Regions from separate parts of the Sus scrofa genome. Here region 2 is linked to region 1. A link is a contact called in public HiChIP or PLAC-seq data. All regions are on one chromosome and are shown on one strand. Each heading gives the region's core, a stretch centred on a gene start, on an enhancer-like site or on the middle of the called end of the contact. The rest is flanking DNA. Distances are from core to core; before and after follow the strand shown. Region 1 overlaps PTPN9 (tyrosine-protein phosphatase non-receptor type 9). Region 2 overlaps PPCDC (phosphopantothenoylcysteine decarboxylase).

The links. HiChIP or PLAC-seq counts read pairs in DNA pulled down with a chosen protein or histone mark.
Region 2: a contact with region 1 is called in an H3K27ac HiChIP or PLAC-seq map of alveolar macrophages. The contact joins two enhancer-like sites. A contact is called at or near these places in 1 of 47 Hi-C or Micro-C datasets (epiblast stem cells) and 1 of 2 datasets of contacts at active chromatin or transcription factors (alveolar macrophages).

What each region holds. Positions count from the first base shown.
Region 1 is chr7:58,100,237-58,107,408 of Sscrofa11.1, reverse strand. The region is part of intron 1 of PTPN9 (tyrosine-protein phosphatase non-receptor type 9); the gene reads right to left. Among named protein-coding and RNA genes, the nearest start is that of PTPN9, 26 kb to the right of the region's middle. Within about 2 kb of position 3,133, at least 2 of the 83 cell types and tissues checked have an H3K27ac peak or open chromatin away from gene starts, as enhancers often do. A contact at or near this core is called in alveolar macrophages, where this site is marked.
Region 2 is chr7:58,539,578-58,546,749 of Sscrofa11.1, reverse strand. It overlaps PPCDC (phosphopantothenoylcysteine decarboxylase), which reads left to right. Exons shown (of 6, transcript NM_001243368.1): 2 at 1,626-1,831. The coding sequence starts at 1,649. Among named protein-coding and RNA genes, the nearest start is that of PPCDC, 6.1 kb to the left of the region's middle. Within about 2 kb of position 4,194, at least 42 of the 83 cell types and tissues checked have an H3K27ac peak or open chromatin away from gene starts, as enhancers often do. A contact at or near this core is called in alveolar macrophages, where this site is marked.

The DNA.
Region 1 (7,172 bases), core at 1,884-4,383:
ATATAGGAAAATACAAAAAAAAAAACTGAGACGAAACAAATTAGGGCCAGAAAAAAGGGTGGAAGGGTAAACTATAAGCTTTTAAGTCCATGCAAAACCTAGTCAAAAGCTAAATAAAATGTATAGATTTTAGGAGTTCCCGTCATGGCTCAGCAGAAACAAATCTGACTAGTATCCCTGAGGACGAAGTTTCGAGCCCCTGGCCTCACTCAATGGGTTAAGGATTTGGTGTTGCTGTGGCTGTGGCGTAGGCCAGTGGCTACATCTCTGATTCAACCCCTAGCCTGGGAACCTCTATATCTCATGAGTACAGCCCTAAAAAGACAAAAAAAAAAAAAAAAAAAAAGTATAGATTTTAAAAGATAAATAAGGGATTCCCTTGTGGCCTAGTGGTTAAGGATAAGCACTGTCACTACTGTGGCTCAGGTTACTACCGTAGCTCGGGTTCGATCCCTCTCCTGGGAACTTCCGCATGCCATGGATGAGGGCAAAAATAAATAAATAAAATAAAATAAAAGATAAATAAAAAGATGTCATTTTTGCCTATCAACTGACAAAAATTAAAAAGACTGGAATTCCTGCTGTGGCATGGCAGGTTAATGATTAGACCTGACTCCCTGGTGGCACAAGTTCAATTCCCCGGGGGCCTAGTGTTTAAGGATTTGGTGTTGTCACCATTGTGGCTCAGGTTTGATCCCAGGCATGGGAACTTCTACATGCCACAGGCATGATGAAAAACAAACAAACAACGCCACCTTACTTAACTTAGTATGATAGCCTCTAAGTTCATCTATGTTGCTGCAAATGGCATTATTTCTTTTTTTATTTTTGCCATTTAAAACTGAAGTATAGCTGATTTACAATGTTGCATTAATTTCTGCTGCATAGAAAAGTGATTCAGTTATACATATACATAGTTATACACATACTTTTTAAATATTCTTTTCCATTATGTTTTATCATAGGATACTGAATATAGTTCTCTGTGCTATACAGTAGGACCACATTGTTTATCCATTCTATATATAATAGCTTACATCTACTAACCCCAACATCCCACTTCATTCCTCTCCCAACTCCCCCGTCCCTGGCAACCACAAGTTTGTTCTCTAAACCTGTGAGTCTGTGTCTGTTTTGTAGATAGGTTAATTTGTGCCATATTTTATATTCTACATATAGGTGATATCATACAGTATTTGTCTTTCTCTTTCTGACATACTTAGTATAATGATCGATATTTGCATCTATGTTGCTGCATGCAAATGGCATTATTTTGTTCTTTTTAATGGCTGAATAGTATTCCATTGTATATATGCACCACATCTTCTTAATTCATTCAACTGTCCATAGATAACTAGGTTGTTTCCATGTCTTGGCTACTGGGAATAGTGCTGCTATGAACAAAGGAGTATATGCACCTTGAATTATAGTTTTGTCCAGTATATGTGAAATATGACACAAATGCACCTATTTGCAAAACAGTAACAGACTCAAATGAAGCTATCTACAAAACAGAAACAGATTTACACAAGACAGACTTGTGGTTGTCAAGGGGGAGGGGGTTGGGGGAGAAATGGAGTGGGAGTTTGGGATTAGCAGATGCAAACTATTACACATAGAATGTATAAACAAGGTCCTACTGCATGGCACAGGGAACATCCTGTGATAAACCATAATGGAAAATTAATATAAGGAAGAATGTGTGTGCGCATATATACGTGTGTGTGTGTGTGCATACACACACACACACGTATATATACAATGAATCACTTTACAGCAGAAATTAGTACAACACTGTAAATCTACTATACTTAAATTTTTTAAAATGTTGCAATGAATGCTGGATAAATGTTAATTCACTGTAGCATTGTTTCTAATTGCAAAATATTATAAATAATCTAAACGATCAACAATAAATAAGGAAAGGAATCAATTATGTCCATACAATGGACCACTGTGCAGCCATCAAAGCAATCATAGTTCTCTGCTAAAGACATTAATACACCACAAACATGGCATCAATCTGTAAAATACTGAACCAAAAGTCTTTATTCTTTTGGTTCCATGTTATTTTATTACTTTCCTTCCATAAAAAAAATAAAATGGAAAAGTACACATGAATTTGAAATTGATCCAAAATAGTTCTATTTGCTTACTTTAATTACTACCAGTGTTACCTAAATTATACTATAATAATTATTGCCACCAAAAACTTTCTTAGAATGAAAAAAAACAAACAAACAAAAAAAACAAAAAACAAAAAACTGTCCAATGGGCAGTCCTCCAAATTCCTAACAACAACAACAACAACATTGGAGGAGTTACACCATCTCTGGAGCACTGGGACACAGGTTCAATCCCTGGCCTAGCAAAGTGGGATTGCCAGCTGCTGTGTAGGTCACAACTGCAGCTCGGATATGATCCCTGGCCTGGGAACTCCACATGCCAAGGGTAGCCAAAAAAGAAAAAAAAATTGGGAATGAAAACCAAATCTGGGAGTTCCCATTGTGGCTCAGGGGTAACGAACCTGACTAGTAACCATGAGGATGCAGGTTCGATCCCTGGCCTTCTTGCTCAGTGGGTTAAGGATCCAGCACTGCCATGAGCTGTGGTGTAGGTCTAAGATTAGGCTTAGATCCTATGCTGCTATGATTGTGGTGTAGGCCAGCAGCTATAGCTCTGATTCAACCCCTAGCCTGGGAACTTCCATATGCCACAGGTACAGCCCTAAAAACAAACAAACAAACAAAAAACACACAAGCAACCAAATATGTCCAGCTATTTCTTTTTTGGGGGGCCTCACAAGGGGCATGTGGAAGTTCCCAAGCTGTGGCATAGGTCTCAGATGTGGCTCAGATCTGGTGTTTTGGCTGTGGTGTAAGTGGGTGGCTACAGCTAGGATTTGTTTTGACCTCTAGCCTGGGGACCTCCATATTCCCTGGGGTAGCCCTAAAAGACAAAAAATGAAAGAAAAAAAGAAATACATATAGAAAGGCAACAGAGGTAGTGTTTACAATCAGAACTGCTTCACTTTATTTATTTGCTATTTTTTTAAGGCAGTATCTGCAGCACATGGAAGTTCCCAGGCTAGGGGTTGACTCAGCTGCAACCACAGGCCTATGCCACAGCCACAGCAACTCAGGATCTGAGCAACGTCTGCAACCTACACCACAGCTCATGACAAAGACAGATCCCTTAGCCCACTGAACAAGGCCAGGGATCGAACCAGTGTTCTCATGAATGCTAGTTGGGTTTGTCTGCACTGAGCCACAGCCAAGAACTCTTTTTTTTTTTTTTTTTTTTAAGTATTTACAGTGTGCTCAAATCTAATTGAATTCTACTCACCTTTCCTTCATTGTCCCTATTTATTTTCTCTACTGGTTTCCTGTAACCAACAGCTTAAAAAAACACCTAGCACAGAATCTTCCGCAGTGGGTATTCAAAATTTTTTTCTTATTTTAAAAGATATCCCCACATCATCAGTTCTCTTATTTTGATAGCCATGTGTTGTAAGATATAAAATCTCTTTCTTTTACTCATTAAGAGATCAAGGAAACTTCAAAGTCCTACAAATCCCATCAAAAATGCTAAATCCAGATAACCATGAAGGAAGGCCTAACACCATCCTCCTGATGAAACCAAATATGACTGAAAATTGTGACTCCTCCATCTATTACATTAAGCACTATGCCAGAACCAAAAAGAAGAAAAGCTAACTGCTATTAAAGGATTAACATGACAATGAAAACTGAAAAGCAGGAAACCCAAAGTAGGGCTAAGCAAGTGAAGCTTCCCATAAGAGTCCAAAGCATCAAGCAATACTGAAGGGCCAGAGTTAATTGAGCTATTAAACATGAAAAGCTATTCAGTGTTAATAACTTCCTACCAGCAGAAGGGAAGGGCGAGGGTTTAACAGCAGTCTACCAAGAAAGTGGGAAGGCCCAGATCAGTAACAGATGTTCCCCAATACATGATGAACAAAAAATGTTCTACTCATAAAATGAGAAAAAGACAGTCTTTTCAGCAAGCAGTGCTGGGAAACCTGGACAGCTGCATGTAAATCAATGAAACTAGAACACACCCTCACACCATGCACACAAATAAAATCAAAATGGCTGAAAGACTTAAATATAAGACAAGACACCATCAAACTCCTGGAAGAGAACATAGGTAAAACATTCTCTGATAAAAATCTTATGAATTATTTTCTCAGGTCAGTCTCCCAAAGCAACAGAAATAAGAGCAAAAATAAACCAATGGGACCTAATCAAACTGAAAAGCTTTTGCACAGCAAAGGAAACAAAAAAGACAACTTACGGAATGGGAGAAAATAGTTTCAAATGATGCAACTGACAAGGGCTTAATCTCTAGAATATACAAGCAATTTATACAACTCAACAGCAAAAAAGCAACCACCCAACTGAAAAACAGGCAAAAGACCTGAATAGACATTTTACCAAGGAAGATGTACAGATGGCCAACAAGCACATGAAAAAATGTTCAACATCACTGATTATTAGAGAAATGCAAATCAAAACTACCACGAGATACCACCTCACACCAGTCAGAATGGCCATCATTAATAAGTCCACAAATAACAAATGCTGGAGAGGGTGTGGAGAAAAGGGAACCCTCCTGCACAGTGGTGGGAATGTAAGCTGGTACAGTCACTATGGATATCAGTGTGGAGGTATCTTAGAAATTTATACATAGAACTACCATAGGACCCAGGAATCCTACTCTTGGGCATATATCTGGACAAAACTTTCCTTAAAAAAGACACATGCACCTGCATGTTCATTGCAGCTCCATTCACAATAGCCAAGACATGGAAACAACAAATGTCCATTGACAGATGATTGGATTAGGAAGATGTGGTATATATACACAATGGAATACTACTCAGTCATAAAAAAGAACAACATAATGCCATTTGCAGCAACATGGATGGAACTAGAGACTCTCATACTGAGTGAAGTAAGTCAGAAAGAGAAAGATAAATACCATATGATATGGCTCATATCTGGAATCTAATATAAGGCACAAATGAAACTTTCCATAGAAAAGAAAATCATGGACTTGCAGAATAGACTTGTGGTTGCCAAGGGGGAGGGGGAGGGAATGGGGTGGTTAGGGAGCTTGGGGATAATAGATACAAACTATTGCCTTTGGAATGGATAAGCAATGAGATCCTGCTGTGTAGCACTTGGAACTGTGTCTAGTCACTTATGATGGAACATGATAATGTGGGAAAATAGAATGTGTACATGTATGTGTAACTGGGTCACCATGCTGTACGGTAGGAAAAAAAATTATATTGGCGAAATTACTACTAAAAATAGTAATAATAATAAAATGTATTAAGATGTTGGGAAAAAAAATGTTCTACTCCTTTCAAAATGCTTTCTGCCTTGGCTCATGGTTCCCTTCCTTAAGTAGAGAGCGCTGGTCCCATATCGCAGTACAGAAGACAATTCAGTCCATTCATTTGTTAGAGCAAGACTTTGCCCTCAGCTCCAGTTCACACAAGCCAAAGAGTGTGGTCCAGCAAGAAACAGCAAAGGTAGCAACCTTTGTAAAGCCTTTAACCTGCACCAAAGAAGGAACTGTATACACATCATATCCAACAGCCTAGGCACACTAAGTATTATTAACTACATAAAGAAATCGAAGCACACAGAGCCTAAATAAACAAGCTGCCCAAGGTCCTTCAACTCAGTAAATGAAGAGCTGAGATGCTAAGGTTCTGAGGTTTGAATTAAAGTCTTTTCAAATCCTACAATTGTTCCACCCACTAATGGCCTTGAGAAATGCAGGATATACACCATTCATCTCATCAGTATGTATGTTATCTGACATACATATTATGTCATATGTGACATTATATGTAACATGTTTATGACATATTATATAGTATGACATATATATTATGTCATGTGCTTGTCTATGCACAAAATTACTCTGGAAGATGTAAAAGAAACTGGCAACACTGGTTGTCTCAGAGATCTAGGTGGCTGAGATACATGGCAAGAGGGAGAATACTTACCAGATTCTCTTGTACGTTTTTAAGTTTAAATAATGTGACTATATTATCTACCCCCAAACTAAAATGTATTACTTTTATGCTTATATATGTTGTTTAAAGACTTTAAATATATAGTCTTTAACTAAACCATATTAGCTTTAACTAAAAGACTAATATATATATACAGTCTTTAACTAAATTATAACTATATATTTAGTCTTTAACTAAAATATATATATTACCTAAAATATACATACACAGACATGTGGATATCTGAACACAAATGGTCTAAAATGTGTTTTAAATTATGCCACCAAATGATGAGTTTGTTGACAGTCTAAAAGTCTTCTTATCAAGGCCAAAGATAATGAGTTAGGGAGCTCTACAAAGGGGTAAAGGCTCATAGCCACTTTTAGGAACCTTTAGCACTAAACAGGGTATGTGCCAAGACACTGTAAAAACTGTGCCACACCTGCTTTCCTGCTGGAGGCCTTTGCCAATAGCATGTTTACTAAATCCAATCTGGTATCTCTCCTCTCAGACTTAAAAATCACTCCCCAGACAAAGGTTATCAAAAAGGATGAAGAACTCCCAAAGACAACAGAAGAACATGGAATACAACATAGACGAAAAACAGAAAACAAAACAAAACAGAAATCTGGAGAATCAACAGGAAGCTCCTCACCATCAGCAAAAGCAAAGTCATCTTGGTTCCCAGAGATGGGAGTTGAGAGGAGTGGGGGAAGGAAAGGTCATTCTCCATAAGGAAGAACCCAAAGGCAGCTTGCCAACTGCTACCCATTCTAGCTGCTTAGTAAGAGGGTAAACCACACAATCAGAAGAAACCAGGAAAGTCTTTCTAGGGCAGGGGGGGAAACTAAAGGACTTGGAGGACCTAGGAGATGAGGGAGGCATTTAGTAACAATTTTTATCTCTTTGTCCAATTGATGGCTGAGACTTCAGAAAAGATAGGAGGAATGCGAATGATGGTCAATAAACTGGATATCATGTTGGAACTTTTTTTTAGGGCCACACCTGTGGCATATGGAAGTTCTCAGGCTAGGGGTCGAATTGGAGCTGCAGTTGCAGGCCTCTGCAACAGCAACAGCAATGCTAGATCCAAGCTGTATCTGTGACCCACACCACA
Region 2 (7,172 bases), core at 2,945-5,444, 440 kb before region 1:
ATTTTTTGTTGTTGTCTTTTTGCCTTTTCTAGGGCCACTTCCCGTGGCATATGGAGGTTCCCAGGCTAGGGGTCTAATCGGAGCTGTAGTCACCAGCCTACGCCAGAGCCACAGCAACGCGGGATCCGAGCTGGCTCTGCAACCTACACCACAGCTTATGGCAACACTAGATCCGTAACCCGCTAAGTGAGGGATCGAACACCACAACCTCATGGTTCCTAGTTGGATTCATTAACCACTGAGGCATGACGGGAACTCCCAAATTATCTACATTCTATTCTTCAAGTACCTATGCCCTCTCAACCTCCCTTTTCTAGAAAGGTAGGTAGGCTTTGGTCCTTAATGAAGATTGCTCAGCAGACTAATTAGTAAATCTTGGGCTGTAACACCTGCTGTGGGGAGGCAGTTGACGTCATCAGTATGGATTCCTGCCCCAAGTTTAAATGATTGCTTTCAGTAACCTATTCCTTAGGAATGATATCAGTTTGATGTGGAGGAGGTTTTAAGTTCAGCTTCTAGGTTTGCAGGAGTCTCCCTGTCCTAGCACCAGTTGGCTGAGGTGGGACAGGGTCAAGGTTTAGAATCTTGCAGGTGGGTTTTCCTGTAGAGTCAAGAATTGGAAGTTCCTGGAAATCCTGGTATGGCGTAGTGGAAATGAATCTGACTAGAAACCATGAGGTTGCGGGTTCAATCGCTGGCCTTGCTCAGTGGGTTAAGGATCCAGCATTGCCATGAGCTGTGGTGTAGGTCACAGATGTGGCTCAGATCCCACATTGCTGTGGCTGTGGCGAAGGCCGGCAGCTACAGCTCTGATTGGACCCCCTAGCCTGAGAACCTCCGTGTGCCACGGGTGTGGCCCTAAAAAGAAAAAAAGTATGGAAATTCCTTAGTGGCACAGCAGGTCAAGGATCTGGTGTTGCCATAGCTGTGGCACAGTTCACAACTGTGGGGTGGATTTGATCACTGGCCCGGGAACATCCACCTGTTGTGAGTACTGCCAAAACGAAAAAGCCTCCGTCACCTACTGTGGATGCTAATTAGCATACTGATTAGTTTGGGGAAAGAAGCTGGCTGATAGTCCCTCTAGACCTTGTAAGTTGCTAACAGGGTTCTGCAGACCCTAGAGTAGACTCAGTTCTCCTCTGGGTAAGGCCCTGGCTGAGGTCCCGACAGACAGCAGAACTGAAATCCCTGGCAAATGGAACTTTGGGGGTAATCTTGTTCCAGGGAACTGGCCTGTGCTTAACAAACCCTGCTGAGAGGGGTCTGGGCCCTTGGGAGATCTTTCCAAGTAGGAGTGGGATAATGGACCCAAACATGATTCTCAGTTCATGTGGGTATGTGCCTGAGTCTTTTTATTTTTTATTTTTTTGCTGCACCCACGGCATGCAAAAGTTCCCAGGCCAGGATCAAATCCACACCATGGCAGTGACAATGCCAGGTCCTTAACCTACTGAGCCACCAGGGAGCTCCTCTCTGATCTCCCTATCAAACTCTGTGCTCCCAGAAGCTGGGTCTGTTGACCCTCAGAAACCCCAGTATCTGGCTCGGGGTCTAACACAGAGTGCTGAACACATTTTAGTTGAATGTATGAATGAAGCAGGCACCTCTTATTCTACTTTTAGATCTTAAATTCTGACAGAGCTGTATGGAGCCCAGTTCTAGCAAGCTTCCAGGACCTGAAGTCACCAGACCCCACATGGAATCAAGGGCCACATGTTCAGCTGCTGCTCCCTTGGAGAGACAGTTCCGAGTTCTCATAGGTGTTACTGGGAGTGTTGCAGCCTTGAAGTTGCCTCTTCTAGTGTCAAGACTTTTGGATATTCCTGGCGTGAGTATCCCTCCTAGACATGCATGGCAGCCTCTGGCATTGGAGAGCTCATGCTCTGAGGCCAGCTTGCTTTTGTGCAGTATGCTCAGCATTTTCTTTTTCTGTCTTTTTCTTTTTAGGGCCGCACCCGCAGCACATGGAGGTTCCCAGGCTAGGGGTCCAATCAGAGCTTTAGCTGCCGGCCTACACCACAGCCACGGGAACGCCAGATCTGAGCCAACTCTGTGACCTACACCACAGCTCACAGCAACGCCGGATCCTTAACCCACTGAGCGAGGCCAGGGATTGAACCTGCATCCTCATGGATCCTAATTGGGTTCATTAACCACTGAGTCATGATGGGAACTCCTCTTTTTCTTAATCATGATGTTTGTGAAAGTCTTCCTTGTGCAGTGGTATGAGGTGGATGCAGGAGGCAGAGACAGATGTGACAGTCTCACCAGGAGCTAGGATAGGTGGTGTAGACAAAGGGTGAGGGGAGGGTTTCGGTTCCCAAACTCTGAACTTAGTTTCCTGAGGTCATGGTGTGGGAGAAAGGCTGGCTGGAGCAGTACAGTGAGTTCTCAGTGTCCCTTTGCTACCCTGGGCTCCCTGCCTCTGCTTTCACTCCATCCTGGACACTGCAGCTCTATCCTCCCTCCTTTTATGACACGGCTGTCCTGTTAGTCAGAAGGCACTGGAGCCTTAGGGGCTCCCTGTTGCCTGCAGCTCTGGTTTTAGACTCTGTTTAGAGATGCCCAGGGGTCACAACAGTATGTTGGGGTGGAGGGTTTAGCCCTCTGCCCTTGGTCAGATCACCTCAGCTTTGACTGGTTTTATATATTGGGGTTCTGGGGCAGATTCTTTTTGTGGGAGAAGTTCAAGGCTTTAAACAGTGTGAAAGCCAGCAGGTGTGAATCCTTCTCTCTCATCTGGTATCCTAGGCCCTTCGACTATCACTCTCCCACTGCCCCACGTTCCATCCCGAGGGCCTTTGCTCTGGCCCAGCCCTTGCCAGGCTGTGCCGCCCTCCCTATTCCTTTCTGCCTTTTCAAATTCTCCGCAAACACTTCACACAAAAGCCAGGATTCCTGCCTGCCACAGCCCATGTGGTTTTGCTCCCTTCTCCTTTTTTTTTTTTTTTTTTAAATTTTTTAAATTTTATGGCCATACCTGTGGCATATGGAAGTTCCTGGGCCAGGAACTGAATTCAAGCCACAGCTGTGACCTGTGTGGCAGCTGTGGTAACACTGGATCCTTTGACCCACTGTGTGGGGCTGGGGATTGAACCCGAACCTCTGCAGCAACCTGAGACACTGCAGTGGGCTTCTTTTTTTTTTTTTTTTTAATTTTTGTTGTTGTTGTTGCTATTTCTTGGGCCACTCCCCCGGCATATGGAGGTTCCCAGGCCAGGGGTTGAATTGGAGCTGTAGCCACCGGCCTACGCCAGAGCCACAGCAACGTGGGATCTGAGCCGTGTCTGCAACCTACACCACAGCTCACGGCAACGCTGGATCCTTAACCCACTGAGAAAGGGCAGGGACCGAACCTGCAACCTCATGGTTCCTAGTCGGATTCGTTAACCACTGCGCCACGACGGGAACTCCCTGCAGTGGGCTTCTTAATGCACTGTGCCACGGCAGGAACTCCTGTTCCCTTCCTTTTGATGTGTTTGTGGGAGAAGGTGAGTGCCACGTCTTACTACCCCACCATCTTGATCCAGCTCCCCTGCTGCTCCCTTCCTTTTAAAACTCATTTGATGTATTAAAGAAAAACTAGAAGTGGTAAAAACAGATTTTATTCAGAAAAACTACTGCAATAAGGCAAAAGAGGCCTCAGTTTAGAACTGGGTTTAAAAAAAGAATAAACAATCAAACAAAAAGATTTTTTTAAAAAATAAGAAAAAAAGTAAAATTGAAAAAAATAGAACTGGGTTTAATTTTGAATACAAGAAAAGGTTGAGACATATAGCCAAGGGTGTTAAGCTGATGTGCTTTTTCCTTGCTTGTATCTGCGCCGCGTGTAGCTCAGATGGGTGTACTAGAGTGTCCAGCAGGGGGCAGTGCTCACTTGCAAATGACCATGTCAGGGTTTTTTCTTTTTTCTTTTTTTTTTTCTTTTAAACTTTCCACTAACTTCTATCCAGAAAGTCACCCCCTCACCCCACCCTCCATGCTGGGATGATCAGTGAAGCAGGCAGCCAGGGATGCCAGTCAGGCCAGAAGCAGGAAGGGAGGAGAGTGTTGTGGCTGCTCTGAGGCTGGGCACTGGCGCTTCTGGGGCAATAACCTCTTTGGCCTGCCCCCTCCTCGTGTTCTCAGAACCAATGGTAGGAGCTGGCTAGCTAGAGCCTTCAGGGCAGGAGGCCTGAAAGGGGTGGCTGCAGCCACAGCCTCTGCCACCACCCCCTGGGGAGGGAGGGAGCCGCACAGTTCCCTTTTCCCATAGCCCCAGAACAAGTGAATTTCCGGACTGGGGGTGGGTGGGGGCAGGGAGTCCTATCCCAGGAAACAGATGGGCAGCCTCAGAGCTGAGGGAAATGGCAACTCCACCGCTTCCTGCCATCCCACACAGCTGGCGTTTATAGGGGTGTGAGGAGAGGGTTGCCTGAAGCAGGGAGGCTCTCCAGCCCACCCTAGGCCTTTTAGCCCAGCCACTGCCGCTGCTGCTGCCGCTGCCGCCACTGCTGGGAGACAGGCCCTGTCTGGAACAGGACTTGGCTCCCTCTCTGGCTGGAGTTGAAGCTGAAAGTCAGGCGGACAGAAGGACAGTGACCTGGGAGGGAGGACTTTCTGACTTAGCCTCCGGGAGCCTGTCTTTCTCATTTGAAAATAAAGATGATGACTGCCACCCATCCCTTCAGGCTGTTGTCAGGGCTGGGGGAGGGGAACACAGATGAAACAGTTTGTCATCTGGTGCCAAGGACTAGGCGTAGCTCCTAGCACGCGGAAGCACTTAACAGTGTTTGTTTCCTGTCCTTCACCCTCTCCTTTCCACTGTTGTCGTGTCCTTTGGGGCGGCCACATGTAGTGTGTGGTGTTGGGGTTGGTGAGATGGCCCATGTGGAAAGAGCTGTGGGAGCCACTGTCCATCTGCTTATGTGGAGGGGCCCACTTCCCTCTCATCCTGTGGATGGGCAGCTCTCCAGAGAGCCTAGATTTGCTTAGTAGGGTCCTTGTGAGGTGTTGGTAACCAGAGGGGAGGATCCCTGCGTGCCTTGTGTTGGCCCCAAGGCGGTGGCCTTCCCCCCGCCGCCCCCCACTTCCTCACACTCCCTGATGGTACCATCTCCCTAGAGCCCTCCTGGGTCTTCCCCGCCCCACCCAGGAGTTGCCTTTGTCCCTTGGAATGGTCCTTCTCAGCTCTTTGACTAAGGCATGCGTGAGGCTTTCCTGAGCTCCCTTAGGGATCCCTAGATTTTGACTAGCAAATGAGCAGCTGGGGTGTGGGTGGCAGGGAGCTGGGTGATTCTGCAGACCTGGCTGAGAACCACTCCTGTTCACCAGTGTGTTCAGGCTTCCCAGGAGGACCACTGACCTGGAGCCAGACCAGGGAGACTGTGAGGAGGTGATGGGGAGGGGCGGATTTGGTCTTCTACCTCACACACCAGCAGGTGGGGAGGGCGGCCACCAGCAAAGAAGCTTTGGAGCCTTTATTTGAGCTTGACGAGCTGGACCAGCCTGCCCTCAAACGAGGCTGCTGGGCATAGCAGGATTTCTCACCCTGGGACTCTGGGCAAGTCAGGTCTTTTTTATGGCCTGCAATAAAGCAGGGACTGGGTACTCAAATGATATATCTCCAAGGTCTCTTCCATCTTGAGTGGTGGAAGATCTTAGATGTGAAGACAAAAAGGACCAGGACTCGAAGGCAGCCTGAGAGAAGGTCCTGGGGTGCAAGAGCTGTGGCTGTTTTGCCGTCCTGCCATTGTCATGTAATTGGGTGACCCTTAACGGCTGAGCTTGTGGCTCAGTTCCTGCCTTCTGGTTGGCACCGTCCTCACTGTGGAGAAGACAGACACCTCTCTAACTTTTGCTGGGCAAGTGTCGGCAGGGCTGAGAGTCAGAAGAGGATTTCTAAAGGTGAAGAAAACCTCCCATCCTGGGAGTTGGCAGGCCTGGAGCTTAGAGAAGGCTAAGTTTACAGAATGCCTGTCAGAATATTCAAGGCCATTAATTAAGAGTGAGGGGAGAGGGCCTTATTCATATGCCGAATGAAATAAATTCTGCTCTTCTGGAGGACTATTTTGGCAATTATCTGGAGAAACCAAAAATAGTCACAGATTTACCCATAGGATTGAATGCTGTGAGGCACAAAAGTTCACCGGATGTACAAGGATGTTCATTATAGCCCTGTTTATAATTTCAAAGCAAAACTGAAAAGAAACAAAACATCCAACAATAAAAAGTTGTGATGCAGTTACGGTTCAGCCTCTTGATGGATTCCGAGGCAGCAGTTCAGGGAATGGGTGGCCCTAACATGCTAATGTGAGACGGTCCCGAGACAGAGTGAAAGGAGCAAGGTGCTGGAGTTGGCAGGCCACGGCCCACAGGCCACATTTTGTTGCCTGTTTTTATATGACCTGCAAACCATACAGACGCCAGCCATTTACAATTTTACTTTATTTTTAGTTTTTTATGGTTTTAAATGGTTAAAAAAAAATCAAAAGATTTTGTGACACATAAAATTATATAAAATTCGGATTTCAGTGTCCATAATGGTTTATTGGAACACAGCCACATCCATTCAAGTGTTGCCTGTGGCTACTACAGTCTTGCTGCTACAGAGTAGAGTAATGGTGACAAAGCCCGAAGTAGTATCTGGCCCTTTATAGACTAAGTTTGCCAACTGCTGGCATTTAGTGTGATTCCTTTTGTGTCTTCACATATCCGAGTTACCGCCTGTGATTTTTCCCCCAGAGGTGGTTACCCGTGTGGAGAGATGCAGGCAGGAAGGGAGACTTGTATTTTGGGTGATGCTGTTCAGTTTTGATGTTCTAACCTCTGTATGTGTGTTTATTTTTTAAAGTCAGTGAGGCTTTCTATGGGGGTACTATGGAACATTTTTTTGGTAACTTTATGTGCCTCCCGCCCACCAAGGAAAGGAGAGCAGGAGAAACATGGCCTGGTTTGAGGTTTTTTTTTTTCCTTTCCACGTGGGGCCACCTGCCTGCTCTGTGGTCCTGTTTTGGACACTGGTCTATTTAGCTGTAGTCCTCTGAGGCATTTGTTTGGGCCTCTGCTGGCTTGGCTGCCACCATCCTTCTGTGCCCTGCTCCCGCAGAGAGTGAGCTCCACAGGCCGCTGGTCAGAGGCAGCCAGCCCAGGGCCAAGGAGTCCTGCATCCAGGGTCCTTCCCTGAAGCT